2 separate regions of the Salmo salar genome follow, and region 2 is linked to region 1. Evidence: chromatin contacts called from public Hi-C data. All regions are on one chromosome and are shown on one strand. Each heading gives the region's core, a stretch centred on a gene start, on an enhancer-like site or on the middle of the called end of the contact. The rest is flanking DNA. Distances are from core to core; before and after follow the strand shown. Region 1 holds the start of LOC106565378 (golgin subfamily A member 7). Region 2 holds the start of LOC106565401 (dnaJ homolog subfamily C member 14).

Region 1 (2,700 bases), core at 28-2,527:
GAAATCGATCAACAGGTGTGACCATGGCCGTTGTGGAACGGGTAAGGGATGTAGCTTACCTCTGGGCAGGTGCCTAGGAGCCTTACACTGGGCGCACACCGAGCAGGAGGAAACATAAACCCTCATGTCCTTAGCCAAAGTGGGCCACCAGTACTTCCCACTCAGACAGCGCACCGTCCGACCGATGCCTGGATGACCAGAGGAGGGTGACGTGTGGGCCCAATAGATCAGCCGGTCACAGACAGCAGACGGAACGTACAGACGCCCAGCGGGACACTGGAGGGGAGCAGGCTCTGCACACAACGCCTGCTCAATGTCCGCGTCCAGCTCCCACACTACCGGCGCCACCAGGCAGAAGGCCGGGAGTATGGGGGAGGGATCCATGGGCCGCTGTCAGGAGAATTTTCAATCCCAATGATAATAACTAACAATCAATAAGCTTTGACTAATCCCCAAGGTTTGTAAGACACCCTGGTTAAGAATAATTAGGCAAAGACTCAGCTTATGCAATAGGTTTGTACAGTTTATTCAGAGAACGTTCGAGCTGTGTGACAGTAGTTCAAACAGACAGCTCGGTGCATTCAACATGTCAATACCTCTCACAAATACAAGTATTGATGAAGTTAATCTCTCCTCCACTTTGAGCCAGGAGAGATTGATGTTAGCTCTCTGTATACATCCAAGGGTCATCCGTGCTGCCCTGTTCTGAGCCAATTGCAATTTTTCTAAGTCCCTCTTGGTGGCACCTGATTATAGTCAGGCGTGACAAAACTAGGACCTGTATGACATGCTTTGTTGATAGTGCTGTTTAGAAGGTACAGTAAGGATTTATTATGGACAGACTTCTCCCCATTTTAGCTGCTGTTTTATCAATATGTTTTTCTCCTGAGTAGAATGGACCACCCTTTTACTGTGACACAACATACAAGCAATTATGTACTGTGCAATAAATGTACACAAAGAATAAAAAACTTTGTTGACCATTTAGGCTTGGAAAAATAAACAAATAAATTACATAATATCTTATTTAAATACTTTAAATAATTATTTGTATGATAAGTAGTATCAAATATATCGATAATGATGCACATTTCTTATTTTCGCCCTAATTATTATTTTTGAAACTATATAGGAAAAGACTCTTATTCTGAAGGATTCCAAAAATCTGTGACCCGGAAGTGCGTAGTTATTGTTGCCCGCTTCACAACGGTGTTATGCAGCGTTCAAAACAACTGGAAACTTTTAAAAAATACTGGTCAAATCATGACGTCAGTGTTCTTCAGGTCGGAAAGTCGGAGTTTATGCCGCGTTCAAACCAACTGGGAGTTCGGAACTCGGTCCCGAAAATATCAGACTTCCGAGCTTTTTAAACAACTGGGAACTCGGAAGAAAAAAAATTATATTTGAACGGTTATCGAACTCGGAATTCCAACTCGGGAACTCGGGCCTTTTTCTTGAGCTCCGACTTTCCGACCTGAAAATCCCTGACGTCATGATTTGACCGCGTATTTTTTCGAGTTCCCAGTTGTTTTGAACGCGGCACAAGAAATAAGCCCTTGTTCCGGAGTTGGAATTCCGAGTTTAATGACCATTCAGATCGATTTTTCCCAGTCAGAGCTCGTTTTTCCTGAGTTCCCAGTTGGTTTGAACGCGGCAGTAGTGAGTTAGCTGGAGGAAGGAACACTCACAGTCCACTATGGCGGAGGTAAATTGCGTTCACATTTGTGTTTTAACTGTGTGTATTTAGACATTTACAACTATATTATAAGCCGTGTCTGACCAAATTAGATATCACCATTTGGTTGCTTGGTCTACTAGCCTAGCAAACTAGGTACGTTAGCTAACGTTAGTAAGCTCTCTGCCTGTCCAGGGCCCTGTTTCCCAAAAACTTAAGGCCCATAGTCTGTCTGAAGCATTGATATGTAACGTTAGCTAGCTAGCTTTTCCCATTAAGTCAATAACTAGAATTCTGATGGATTCAAGTAATCCAATGAGATGTTTTTTCAAGTCATGCTTTCCTCACTTAATTCATGCTTTACCCCACCCAGACGCACAGCTTGCAGGAGCTGCAGCAACAAGCAGCCGTCGCCTCCAAAGTGTATGTCCAGAGGGACTACAACTCGGGTAAAATCTGCAAGTTCCAGACCAAGTTCCCCTCAGAGCTGGAGTCCAGGGTATGATAACGCACTAACGCTGAGCGATATGTGCTTTAAAAATGTTTTTTTTTTTTAGGTCGTTTTGGTTCGATTATAAACAAATAATCACGGTTTTTGGATTATTTATTTTTTTACATTAAATGCACTATGCATTGTGGGTTGAATGCTGTAACACAGAATAAAACAATAAATAAGTCACATGATTGTATAGATGGCCCATTACTGCTTATCACCTATTAACCATAATTTATTCACAACTTTAATAAAATATTTCAGTTTTGTATATTACATTTATTTTATAGAGCTGATGCCTGTGCTGTCTGACTATTTTATAAATACTAGATAGTTAGTCCATATCTAATGTTAGCTAAATGTAGTAATTAATTCATTGGCTACATTTCTTTAAAAGGACAATTCTGTGAACTGTCTTGTGCAAGTTTTGAATTGAAACAATACCTGTTAACAAAGGTGTCAGCTAGAGATGGCATGCAGGAGCTTTGCGTGATGTCTACTTTGATGCTAATTAGCATTTTCAAATCTGAGA
Region 2 (2,700 bases), core at 34-2,533, 810 kb after region 1:
CTCTTCAGGGCTCTCCTCAGCTGCCTCTACAGTCCATGTCTCTTCCTCCATCTCGCTCTCAGCCACCCCTTTCTCCATCTTCCGCCCTGTCTCTTGATTAAAGTGCCAAAAAAAGTCTCCAATCTCACGGCAGGTAGGGACCTTGACCCATTCTCACTGACAGCACCTTCTCTGACACTGACAGGGCTGAAGTGTCAGATAAGGACAGCTGAATAATACTGGAATGGCAGGCGCCATTGTCCACGGTAGTCTATCCAATACAGAAACTTTGAAGGCATTGGATCACGGATCAATCATTACAATCCTTGGGCACGACTAGCCTCATCTTGTATCTGGTTATTGCCTGTGAAAAGAAAGCAAGTTTAAACATTAGCCGTATCACTTTCCCTTTATTTGCACTAGAACAAAGGGTCTAATATAAAGGCAAAGCTCACTAAGAAATGACATTAAATGGGATATGGAGTATCTGCATGCATCATTGTTATTGTCAAAGTAATGACATGTTATTATCAATTATGTTTTCTACTGTAGTGTGCCTTGATCAATATTCTCCATAGCACGCTGCATGACCGCAGCACTCAACGAGCTGCTTCACAGCGCCGACATTTTGAAAATATAAACCAAACTCTATAGCTATCTGGTTGTCAGTAGTTGCACTAGCTAGAAATATAATGACTTTCTAAAACCATAACTGACTAGGATGGAATATTCCAGAGAATAATGGGGGCAATCTTCGGTTCTAGCAAATTAGCTATGTCGCCAACGTCGCGAGCAAAATGACCAACTGTCTCAAGACTAACAGCTAGCTAACATTATTAGTTGCTCGTGTTTAGCTAACTAGCTACTGTAGCTAATGCAATTTAAATAATCTTAACGGCGGATTATTGATAATATTATTTGAGCTATTTTAATGTTTACACTGACTGAAATAACATTGGGAAAGATGACAGCCAGCGCAACTCACTTTTCTCTTCCGTAAAGGAAGGGAAGATGATAAAATGTAGTCTTCCTTTCGAAGTGGCTAACTCGAGCCCTGTAACGTTAGCTTTGCTCCTCAAATTGACCAAATATGGCAAACAGAAATTCTGGTCGTAGAAAGAAAATGTAGTTATTGAATTGTGTATGAAACTAATCTTATCCTGTATTAGGAGAGTGTTTTCGTTCTGCTTATGCAGATATGATGTATTTTTTATTATCTTGTTCTTGGCTAACGCTGTCCTTGCTGTTTGTCTTACTATTTTTCACTTCCGAGGGCAGCAGACACCTCACATAAACCACTACTGAGACGCGAGAAAGAATAAGCAAGACCTAGCAAGAATAAGGCCGTGCCGTGACCTCGGCCATTTCCCTTCAAAATAAAAGTCAGCCAATGACGATGGTAAAAAATAATACACTGGTCGATATTCGTAAAATTTTATTTGTAATTGTTAACAGACTTAGAATTTAGTTTAACAATCAAACAAAACAAAAAAATGAAAATAGTTCCTTAAAGCAAATAATGTTACATTGACAACATTGTTAAAGATAGACTCAGCTAAATAATTTTGCCATGAGAAGCCCCACAGATATTGGGTTTGTTCGACTGACTGATCTACAAATCACTTTTTTTTTGTACCTTTATTTAACTAGGCAAGTCAGTTAAGAAATTATTGTTTACAATGACAGCCTACACCGGGCCAAACCCTGTATGTTGTGTCCCAGTAAAAGGGCACCATTCTACTCAGGAGCAACTCCACAGAGTTTACACCCCCAGCATCGTCACTGCTAATTTCATATTGGACATACACATTGCACCTTACACAAATGTCTGTACATTGTATTACAGTAAAATAAACATAGCTGATCGCTATAATATGCATTGACTCCTAATGAGCATATATTTTAGGAAGTGCAAAACTATAAGGATGAGAGAAATGAGAGTGAGGTCACGCACCCAAGAAGGCTCAACCAATCACTTGACAGATTTGAGTAATATTCATGAGTTGCGTCGGGAGGATAGGTTGAGACTTCTTGATGTGTGACGCCACACAGAAGCTCGCCTGCATGAGCAGTAAACATGATTTGGGAAACCTAGCTTCAGTTTAATTAATTGGGAATAAATGAAAGCTTCACCAGCTAGCTATCGATCAATTTAAGTTTCACTGTCCGATCATTCATTAAACGAGTACACTAATTGTTATTTGTACCTTTCCACAAACTGTCTGTTGCTTGATATGAGTAAATTAACCTACATATATCAAATAATAGGTAATCCACGATTTGTTGGCTAGTTTGGCTACTGCCTAGCTAGCTACATTTCAGCAATGTTTCTATCCTAAATACGGTGGTCAGTTGATAAACTAACTATGAGTTGAACATATTTGTCTGAAAGAGAACTAGTCACCAGTTAGTGTTGCCCATGGTGTCATCATGTCTAACCAGCAGTGGTGGAAAAAGTACTCTTATTGTCATACTTGAGTAAAAGTAAAGACACCATAATAGAAAATGATTAAAGTAAAAGTGAAAGTCACGCAGTAAAATACTACTTGAGTAAAGTCTAAAAGTATGTGGTTTTAAATATACTTAAGTATCAAAAGTAAATGTAATTGCTAATATATACTTAAGTATTACAGGTAAAAGTACAATTATAAATCATTTCAAATTCCTTATATAAAGCAAACCAGACATAACAATTGTCATTTTTAATTTAAGGATAGCCAG

The links. A called contact is a pair of places that touch in the nucleus more often than the background predicts.
Region 2: a Hi-C map of gill shows a contact between it and region 1, with 4 times the contacts expected there. The contact joins the promoter of LOC106565401 here to the promoter of LOC106565378 in region 1. A contact is called at or near these places in 2 of 3 Hi-C or Micro-C datasets (blood and gill).

Annotation. Positions count from the first base shown.
Region 1 is chrssa12:59,426,784-59,429,483 of Ssal_v3.1, forward strand. It overlaps LOC106565378 (golgin subfamily A member 7), which reads left to right and starts at 1,278. Exons shown (of 6, transcript XM_045691579.1): 1 at 1,278-1,705; 2 at 2,049-2,174. The coding sequence starts at 1,697.
Region 2 is chrssa12:60,234,345-60,237,044 of Ssal_v3.1, forward strand. LOC106565401 (dnaJ homolog subfamily C member 14) reads right to left here and starts at 1,284. Exons shown (of 7, transcript XM_014132481.2): 1 at 965-1,284; 2 at 1-343. The coding sequence starts at 78.